Regions from separate parts of the Sus scrofa genome. Here region 2 is linked to region 1. Evidence: chromatin contacts called from public HiChIP or PLAC-seq data. All regions are on one chromosome and are shown on one strand. Each heading gives the region's core, a stretch centred on a gene start, on an enhancer-like site or on the middle of the called end of the contact. The rest is flanking DNA. Distances are from core to core; before and after follow the strand shown.

Region 1 (4,961 bases), core at 2,089-4,588:
ATGGCAAGAGGTGGGCAATCACAAGCCAGGGAGGGCTGGCTCTAGCCTGTGCCTGGTCTGTGCGGGCCGCGGGCAGGCAGGTACTCAGCTGGTTGAAAGAAGCAGAGCCCAGCTGGGGAACCCAAGGAGGTTGCTGGCCTTGGAGGGGGTGTGGGCTTTAGCCATCGTGTGGCATGTGTGGATTGTGACCACAGGTCTCTATATCATGTCCCATCCCCCTCAGAGCTCTGCCAGGTTATATCCTGGGCCCAGAGTTCCCTGGTGTTAAGTAACAAAGAGAGGATTAAATAATTAGCTCCTCACAGGAGCTTTGCATCTGGTAAAAGGAGCAGGTACTCTGTAACCATGGATGGGGCACCCCTGGAAGCACCTCTGTCTTCCTGTCATTGACAAGACCAGGTCGTATACAACCCGTGTGTTCAGCATCTTTCTGCCAGGGCAGCCAGGCTTGGGGGGCAGGGTGGAAAGGTAAGGTAGAGACCCCACTTGTGCCCCTCCAGAGGTCTGGCCCCGAGAGCTCTCGGATGTGAGGCATGTCTCCATTTCCATTTTGGAGAAAGCTGGAGCAAGGCAGAGGGGGACCAGTGATGGCAGGAGGGAGAGAGCTGCTCCAGCTGCAGGTACCCAGGAGGATCAGCCACTCACAGGAAGGAGAAGGAGGAGGAGGCTTGGAAAGGGCAGGATCGAGGGGTGGGGCCTTGAGGACAGGGAACCTTCACTTCCATTCCCACCTTTCACCCTGCACCTAGGCCGTCCGAATTTTCCCTGTCTGAATCTGCCCTAAAAATCCTGTGTTCCACCCATTCATCCCCCACCCCTGGTAACTGCTGATCTTTTTACTGTCTCTGTAGTTCTGCCTTTCCTAGAATATCATATATTTGGAATCACATCGTATGTAGCCTTTTCAGATTGGCTTCTTTCACTTAGTAACAAGTATGTAAAGTTCCTCCATGTCTTTTCCTGGCTTCGTAGCTCATTTCTTTTTAGTGCTGAAAAATATCCCATGGTCTGGATGTCTCAGAGTTTCTTTATGCATTTACTCCCTGAAGGACATCTCGGTGGCTTCCAAGTTTTGGCAAGGATGAATAAGGCTGCTAGAAACACCTGTGTGCAGGTGTTTGGGTAGACGTAAGTTTTCATCTCCTTTGGGTAAATAACATGGAGTTCAATTGCTGGACTGTATGTTAAGAATATGTTCAGTTTTCCAAAGTGGCTGTACCATTTTGCATTCTCATCAGCAGTGAATGAGAATTCCTGTTCCTCCTCCTCCCCAGTATTTGCTTCTGCCAGTGTTTGTATTTTGGGCATTCTTAATAGGCATATAGTTGTCTTACTGTTATCTTAATTTGCATTTCCCTAATAACATATGATGTGGAGCATCTTTTTATATGCTTACTTGCCATTTGAATATCTTCTTTGGTGAAATGGTTCAGACCTTTTTCTGTTTTTCTGTTTCTTTTTTTTTCTTTTTGGCTGTGCCTGAGCCACAGCAGTGACAACCTTGGATGCTGAACCTGCCAAGCCACCGGGGAACTCCCTTTTGTCCATTTTTAAATAAGGTTGTTAATTTACTTACTGTTGAGTTTTCAGAATTCTTTGTCTATTTTGGGGAGTTCCTTGTCTTGGTGCAGCGGAAACAAATCCAACTAGGAACCATGAGGTTGTGGGTTCGATCCCTGGCCTCGCTCAGTGGGCTAAGGACCCGGCATTGCTATGAGCTGTGGTGTAGGTCAAAAACAGGGCTCTGATCTGGCATTACTGTGGCTGTGGTGCAGTCCAGCAGCAACAGCTCCAATTAGACCTCTAGCCTGGCAACCTCCAAATGCCGTGGGTGCAGCCGTAAAAAGACAAAACAAAACAACAACAACAACAAAGAATTGTCTATTTTGGGTAACATTCCTTTATCAGATATGTGTTTCACAAATATTGTCTCCCAGTCTATGGCTTGTCTTCTCATTTTCTTGATGAGTTAACTTTTCGTTATTAAAATAATTATTTGCTGCCTATACAGCATGTTGATAACGAATATCAAAAGAAAAAATATTTTTGATTCTAGTTCCCTCAGGATGACGATAGTACTGATGACGGTGACAACCGTTCCCATCTTTGGAATGCTTGAAGTGTCCCAAGAACTGACAATCATCTCATATGACCCTGCCACAGACCCTTGTGGGGCAGATATTATCATACCCATTATGCAGAAGCTAAAGAGGAAGCTCAGAGAAAGGAAGTGGCTAGACCCAAACTGCATACCACTAAGTAGTGGAGCCAGTGTTCAAACCCAGCAGCACCGGCCCCAGAGTCCTTGTTCCAAACCGGGCAATTGTAGACTATGCCGTTTTCATCTTCGGTCTCCCCCAGTCAAGTACAGTCATATCCCTATGTGCCCCCGGACCCTCTCAGATGTTATCACCTTTTTTTTCAACTTCGGGATCTCCCTGGGAGCTAGGTATCCTCACAGAAGAACAAATCGAGACTCTGAGAGGTTAAGTGACTTGCCCAAAGTCTCCCAGGTGTGTGAGCTCAGATAAGCCACTTTCCAAGGATTTATGCTCTGTGAGGCCAGACCCCACCAGCCAATTCTTCCCTCTACTTTGAGTGGCCCCAGAAAAATCAGTCCTGGGCTGGACTGCCGCTGTCTTGCTCTCCTCCCTCCCTCTGCCCATCCTTCTGTGGCTTCTAGAGGGATCATTCTAAATTGTCAACCAAATCATGGCCCCTCCCCCGTGATGGGCATCCCGTGGCTTCCATCTGTCCTCAGGAGGACTCCCAAACTCCCTGGCATGGCATGCCAGGCTCCCGGCATCCTACCTCTTCTGCCTCTGCAGCCTCGCCCACAGCCTCCACCCATGTCCTCAGCTAAGGCACCATCTGCTCCTACTCTTCCTTGAGCCTCTAGGACTTGATCCACACTGCTCTTTTGCCTGGTACACCTTCCCTCCTCCTGCACCCCTGACTCCACCTGAGCCCGGAAGAGGCAGAGATGGCAGTGGACGGGGTCCCAAGAGGTGGGCCTTGGGATCTACTTGGAAGGGGGCACCCTCATGATTGATGTCCTGATGGAGCTTTTGTTTGGGGGAAAATCCCCCAGGCCCTATCCTCAAAGGCAGCCTTGCGAATGGTCCGTGGGAGGTGGGAGATTCCAGGTCTGCTTCTTTCCCAGGTAGGCTGGTGATGCTGGGGCCACCCCAGAAGTGGAAAGCACCTGCACACACCCCTTCCCTGGCCCGCAAGGGCCCCAGTCCCAGTTCCGCTTGGCGTTACCATCCATGGCATGGTGATGGTAGCTTCCTACGCCACGCCCCAGAGGCTCACCTCCCAGTCACCCGGCCCCACATTCCAGTTAAAGAGGAAGGGTGCAGAACGGGAAGTGGAACTCCTGCCCTAGCCACCCCACAGTCTACTGGGAGCTGGGCAGGCAGGGGTGTGGGGAGAAAGAGCAGAGGAAGCGGCTTCTCTCAGCGTTATTGGAAGCCACGAGACACCTCCAAATGCCCCCCTCCTTGATATGTCTGCAAAATCTCTGCTTCGCTGCATTTAATTCAGCATTTAACGAGCCCCTACTGCGTGATTACCCACAGGGCTAGGTGTGGTTTGCATATAAGATCACAAGTCCAGCCTTTGGGGGAAATAGCACTGGCATCTGACCAAGAGATCTGGGTAGTTGAGCCCCGTTCTGCAGTTATTAGCTAGCAGGCCACGGGCACTCCAGGAAACCTTCTAGGCCTCTAGTGGGCCATCTTTCGAATGGGGACTGTGGTATCTATCCAAGAGAGCTGCAAGGGAGCAGGAATGGGAAAACGACCTCATGCACCGGACATCGCTGGGCAAAGGTCAGGTGATGCCCACAGCCTGGAGGCAGAGACCCACACAGGCCCAGCTAACCACAGGGCAGGGCACCCTGGGGTGAGGGCATCAGACACAAATAAGGATGCCATGGAGCCCAGAGGGGAGCGACTCATTCTGACCAAGGGTAGAGGGCAGTGAAGAAAGGGCCTTGAAAAGCAGGTGGGATTCCATGAGCTCAAATGGAAAAGAAAGAGCATTCCAGCAGAGGGAACACAGGCAAACCCAGAGGCTAATGGGGTGGGGGTCGGGGTGGTTTCGAGAGCAGGGGAGTGGCAGATCCGATTTGCTTTAGAGGTCCTGCTGGCTCCTGAGAAGGGATGGAGTGGAATTGCCAGGGCCCAGGTGAGCGAGCCAGCCTCACCCTCCAGGAGAGGGGCGATCTGCAAGCTTGCCCTCCCCACAGTCTGACCTGCCAGAAGCTGGAAAGGGTTAGAACCTGGGCAGGGCTGAGCCAGCTGCCTGCCCACAGCCCCTCCCCCAAGCCCACCCCCACCCCCTGGGAGCCTGGAGACCTGTTTGTTTTCCTTGTAAAGAGGGGAGCCCTGCCCTTTGTGAGATTTCTACTTAGGAAGGAGCGGGCAGTCAGCTTGTGCTGCTGCCTGGATTTCCAGCTATTGACACAGACTCTGACAATGAAAGCAAAGGCCAAGAGAGGCAGAGACAGGGCGGCTGATTAAAATGTTCTTCCCGGGTTGTTCAGCTCTGCCCGGGGAGGCTTGCTGGAAAACCCGGGGAGGAACCATCACCTCCAGAGCTTGGCCCAGTTGGAGGCGGGGCTGAGGAGCTTCTGCACCCCCATGCCACAGATTCATCGGCTCCAGCTCCCAGGGCCCCTGCTTTTGTGGTTTCACCCTCCGGTAATAACCAGGGTCAGGGATGTGACTGTGACTCCTTTCAGGCTCAGTTTTGTTTCTAAAAAGGCACAATAACATACCACTTCATGGGCTTTGTTATGGGTCAGATTTGCCCAAGAAAGGACTCAGAGATGGAGCAGGGTTGCCAGATCAAATACAGGAAGCCCAGTTAAATTTGACTTTCAGATAAAGGAAGGATTTCTTTTTCGTAAGTAAGTATATCCCATGCCATATTTGGGATATACTTATACTTTGAAA
Region 2 (5,526 bases), core at 2,560-5,059, 350 kb before region 1:
TCTGCAGTTAATGAACCTGAATAGTATCCATGACCACGCAGGTTTGATCCTTGGCCTCGCTCAGTGGGTTAAGGATCTGGCGTCGCCGTGAGCTGTGGTGTAGGTCGCAGATGTGCCTCAGACCTGGTGTTTCTGTGGCTGTGGTGTAGGCTGGCAGCTGCAGTTCTGATTCGACCCCTAGCCTGGGAACTTCTGTATGCTGCAGTTGTGACCCTCAAAAGACAAAAATACATACATATATACATACATACACACATACATATATGTCAGATTCTCACATCCAGGTCAGGTTCTGCTGTCTCCGGGCCTCAGTGGCCCCATCTGTAAAATGGGTCATGTAATCCACAGCCAAGGTGGTGTTGGGGGCTGGCTGCTGTGGGGATTCTGATACGGAGACCTTCAGAGAGAGGGTCAGGCAATACGAGGACTTAAAGTCTCAGGGAGAATGACAGGAGGGGGACAAAACCTCCTGAGGGAGCAGGGGTCAGACCCTGTGATGCTGGGAAAGCTAAACCCAGGGAGTCTATACAGGAGAACAAAGCCTCACCACATGGCCCTGTCCATGGGTCTCAAATGCATGTCAGTGAATATTTTCAGCAGGGGCTCCCCTAAAAAAGAATTTTACCAGGAGCCACAGTTCACAAAATATATATACATGGAGCTGGTGTTGCTGAAGTAGGGGAACAGGTTCTAGTTGCCCCAGGCCTCCCCTCCCTGTCCCCACAGTGGCCTAATTTGGGAATAAGTTTGAAAACCACTGATCTAGCACTGGAAGATGAGCTTTGCTATTTCCTTTTGAGGTTCATTTCAGGGGAGAAGGTGTGCTGTGCAGATGGGGCTTGGATACCCAGGAGCATATTCTCGCAGTGGGCTTGGTAGGTGCTGTACAGGCGGCCTGGGGTGCTGGTTTTTCGTTCCTCCTGAGGCATGAGGGGTGAACAACAGCCTCTTCATGGCCTGTGGGCCTCCTGCATCCAGAAAGTGGGGGGACTGGGAGGAGGCCTTTCCTGCTTTGGTTCTTGGTCCTGTTCAGAAGGACAGGCTTCTCCCAGGAAAGCTGGACATTGGCCACTTGGCTAAGTCCTCCAGGGGCAGTGGGGGCATGAAGGCCTTGAGGTGGGGAAGGAAAACAGCAAAGTGACTTCCATCCCTCTGCCCTCTGTGGCCCTGGCTGCCGAAGAGGAGCAGGGACAACCCGGTCAGTTGGCAGTGGGGGGAGGAAGACACAGAGAGGGGAGAAAAACAGCAGAAGTCAGGACTGAGAATGGAAAGCCAGGGAGGCATGGTGGAGGGGGCAGGACTGGGAAGAGCTAAGATGCCAAGAAACCAGACTCAAAGGGAGCAGAGTCTGAGGGTGGAATTCCAGCCAGCTCCATCCTCAGAATGTGTCCAGGATCTGCCACTTCCTGCCACCTTTGCCATGCAACCCTGTGTGAATCTACCTTTTTAGCATAATATATCCCAAATAATGCATTCATTATTTATGTGAAGTTAAAATGTGCCTGAGCTTCTGTATTTTTATTTGCTAAAGCTGGCAAGCCTAGTCTTGTCTACCCCCTTTGGACCTGATGCTTATCAGATCAACTGTCCTAATGCTTATGGGCTATTAGCAGAAGGGAGAAGAAAGCTATCCTGCAAGTATTTATTTTACATAAATATATTTACGTACACTTATTTAAGGTAAATTCTTTAATTTCAAACAGATGAATTTATTTTCGAGACATTTATTTATTTATTTATTTGTTTATTTTGCGTCTTAGGGCCACACCCATGGCAAATGGAGGTTCCCAGGCTAGGGGTCTAATCAGAGCTACAGCTGCCGGCCTACACCACAGCCACAGCAATGCCAGATCTGAGCTGCATCTGCAACCTACACCACAGCTCATGGCAATGCTGGACCCTTAATCCACTGAGTGAGGCCAGGGATCGAACCCACAACCTCATGGTTCCTAGTCGGATTCGTTTCTGCTGTGCCACAACGGGAACTCCCATTTATTTTATTTTAAAATAAATCTATTTGGTGTAGGTGGGGGGTCCTAGAGGCCATGTTCCCTCACCTCTTTCCTGCCTTGAGTGACCCAGATGGTGGAAATTTTAGGAAAATTGGAGGGGGTGGCCTTTTAAATCAGAAAATTCGAGTTCAAGTGTAAGATCTGTTATTGGTCCCCTGACTGGAGTTAGGGAGTTTCTTCCACTGCTGTGGCCTCAGTTTATCCATCCATAGAAAGGAACTAAGACTACCTGCCTTCCAGCTTACAGTAAGATTCATGACTCATGAGCACACATTGTGGCCACATGAGAGGTTTAGTTATTAAGGCCCTGCTGCCTGGGGTCCAGGGTCCCTGGATTGGAGAGCTGGGAGGTATGGCCAGAACCACAAGCACTCTGCTGCTTAGCACTTGGATGGTCTCATGCCAAGCCTCTTGACCTCTTGGGGCTGCTTGGCTGGCCATGCAGTTCAAGGTTATGTCCACCAGGGGTCAATCTTGTATGGTGCATGGGGCCCTCCAGCCTGAGAGGTACAGGCAGTGAGGATGGGGCCTTGGCACTTGTGTCACGGGGCACTTGTTTCACATGGCTCCTGGAGCTGCAGGTCTGGGACTTGCAGATCTGAATGGTGAACCAACCGTTCTTTCTTGTATTTACTTTCTCCTTGGCACTTCCTAGAGGGCTCCTCATCTCTTTGGCCCTCATCAGGAGACACCATGGAGGAACTGGGTTAGGTGGTTGGGGTCTGGAGAGAATTCTAGGCAGGGAGTTTGAAGACAGTTTGGGTTCCCCCATGTCATCTCTTGCTAATATCCTTGTGGGTTTTATTGCCCTCTGAGCCCTGGTTTCTTCTCCAGTAGAGGAGGATAATAAGGCCTCTCTTGCAGGAGGGGTGTCAAGATCTAGGGCGTTGAGCTGCTGCTTTCCAGCAGGGCTGGCGTCTCTAGATGGAATGACTGGAACGGCTTGTGTTGAAGGTGGAGACATGATACAAAAACAGAAAAAGGACCCAAAACGAGGGCTGTCACAGGATACCCCATGATCCCATGCCAAGTCCTGGAAGCAAGCACAAAGCTGTGAGGAGGTCTGGGTGCTGTAGCCCAGAGAGGGGAGGTCACTGGCTTGATCCATGACAGCCAGGGGGACAAGCTCAGGGCTCACTGGCAGGTGTCTGAGCCGGGCTTTGTGGTCCCCGGAAATGGGCAGCAGATCAGGCACCCAAAGCAGGCGTGTGGAGGAGCCGGGTCATAGCGTGCGGGCGGTCAGGGCTCTGGGACTTCAGATTCAGTTCAGTATGTTTCCTGGGCACCTGCTCTGGCTGTGGGAGCTCATTCACTCGAGGAGACAGATGTTTCCAGAGCAGGGTGGTGAGCAGCAGGTGGTTCCGATTTTTGGTTCAGGCACCAGACCCAGGTCTCAGAGACAGGCTTTTCCTATCACAGTCGCCTGGCCTCCTCCAGGAACCTCATATGTTCACCTTTTATTGTGCAGGGAGAAAGGCAGGTCATCCCAGGGTGCCCTGAAAGAGTTGGTGTCTTTGAACTGGGCCCAGTGGCCCTCCCTTCCCCCGCAGCCTCAGCCCCGCTGTGTCTCAGTAAGTGGGCAGCCATGTACCAACCGGGGTTCTGTTCTTTGGCCCCTAGCTGTGGTGTGGCTGGGGTGCTCTGGGGAGCCTGAGGGCTGTCCCATGGCTGTTCCCTTTCTGGGGGTGGGTCCCAGTGGCCCTGATGGATTGCCCTTTCACCCCCACTGGGTTGCTGTGGTTTCCTCATCAGCAGAAATGACTCCTTACCCACAATTGCATCAGACTTTCCACAGATGGAGTGAATCACGTTGCAAGATGTGGTTTCAGACTGTGCCCTGTATTCTGCTCAGGGCTGGCTGGGCCAGAGGGGTGGGGGCTGGGGCTGACAGTGCTTTGACTTGGACTTGGGAGAGGGAAGCAAAAGCCAGGAGGGCGTTGCCTGGGTGGGGAGGGGTAGGCGTGAGAGGATGCGGAACTCATTCTCACAGGCTGGGGAGGGGGCTGAAGCAAGTGTCCAGCGACCTTGACCGCAACCACATGAGGAACCATATACCTTGCTCCCCCCCCAGCCCCACCACTACCTCCAAGAGGGAAGAAATGAAGAGCACGAGCTGATTCATCCTCTAATGCACTGCAGCGGTGTGGGGGGAGCCAGGGAGCTGAGTTGGTTTCATTTCCTCCTCTTTCTCTATTTTGAACTCCATGGCTTGCTTCCCCCTCAGCTGACATGTCATGGCCATGGGCTGAGGGCTCACAACCTCAAGACCAGTTTCTTTCCTCTCTCTACTTCATAGCCTATAGCTATGGAGGTTTGGTTATTAAGGCCCTGTTGCCTGGGGTTCCAGAGTCCCTGGACTGGAGAGCTGGGAGGTACGGCCAGATCCACAAGCACTCTGTGGCTCGGCACTTGAGCCATCTCATGCCAAGCCTCTTCACCTCTTGGGGCTGCTTGGCTGGCCATGCAGTTCAAGGTTATGGCCAGCCTTGACCTTGTAGGTGTGTGGTACTTTACCAGAAATATGCACAGGGTTCAGGGTTCATGACCTGGGAAGAACACTTGAACTGAAACCTAAGAGGTGTCCCCAGGAGGACAAGGTTGGGAGTGGGTGGAGAGTGGGGTGGGATGGACAATGCATCATGTGCAAGAGGAAAGAGGGATAAGATAACTTGGTCTGTTTAGGGAATGCTCACTAACTCAATATGACTGCAGTAGAAAATGAGCTTATAAGGCAGATTTCTGGGAGGTAAGGTAGGAACAACAAATAGACCTGCATTGTGACATTTGAGGACATTTAGAGGCCTAAAGGTAGCAAGAACATTTCATCTTGAAAACTAACTGTGATGAATTGGTGGTGGCTGCTTGGAGTACTGTATTAAGAAGGATTCTGAGGCTGCATCTGGTTTATTAGGGAAGAGTGCTGGGTTTAGTTGGTGATGTCATCCATAGGCTGGGGAGCTGGGAGTGACAACCCACATGTCACATATTTTCCAGCTTCACTTAGGAGCTGTGGAACAATGGGAAGAGTCTGAGGAGGAAAGTGGTGGGACCAGGAGAGCAGGTGAGGTAGAGACATCGTTCATCGTTGTCTAACGCCATAGAGGAAATAAACGAAAGAGATGAGATTGAACCCAGGTCTGGGTGACAATAAAGTCTCATCCTTAAAAATTCCCTATCTTTTAAGAGAACGATTCCTTTCTCGACCAGAGAAAGCATATTTCAGTGTGAAAGCTCCCTGTTAGTTTGGTCAACAATCTTTCTTCTTGCTGCCTCTTGTTTTCATCTTGCTTCCTGTCTCTTACCCTCCCCCACCCCTGGTCACCTTATGCCTAGTCCTGCTCCAGCAGGACTTCCCAATTCAAGGGCTGTGGCTTGCTGGGTGCCCTGAACTCTTCTTGGCTCTGAGGTCAAATCTCAATCAATGGGGAAAGCTTATTTATTTATTTTTCATACAACTGGTTGGGGAATATCAGCAGACGAGATTGAGCAGAATACAAGCCACCATAGCAGAGGA

What was found. HiChIP or PLAC-seq counts read pairs in DNA pulled down with a chosen protein or histone mark.
Region 2: a contact with region 1 is called in an H3K27ac HiChIP or PLAC-seq map of alveolar macrophages. The contact joins two enhancer-like sites. A contact is called at or near these places in 3 of 47 Hi-C or Micro-C datasets (alveolar macrophages, embryonic fibroblasts and mesenchymal stem cells) and 1 of 2 datasets of contacts at active chromatin or transcription factors (alveolar macrophages).

Annotation. Positions count from the first base shown.
Region 1 is chr1:167,869,223-167,874,183 of Sscrofa11.1, reverse strand. No RefSeq gene overlaps it. Among named protein-coding and RNA genes, the nearest start is that of TLE3, 16 kb to the right of the region's middle. Within about 2 kb of position 3,338, at least 40 of the 83 cell types and tissues checked have an H3K27ac peak or open chromatin away from gene starts, as enhancers often do. A contact at or near this core is called in alveolar macrophages, where this site is marked.
Region 2 is chr1:168,218,739-168,224,264 of Sscrofa11.1, reverse strand. The region is part of intron 1 of LOC110262000 (a long non-coding RNA gene); the gene reads left to right. Among named protein-coding and RNA genes, the nearest start is that of UACA, 230 kb to the left of the region's middle. Within about 2 kb of position 3,809, at least 35 of the 83 cell types and tissues checked have an H3K27ac peak or open chromatin away from gene starts, as enhancers often do. A contact at or near this core is called in alveolar macrophages, where this site is marked.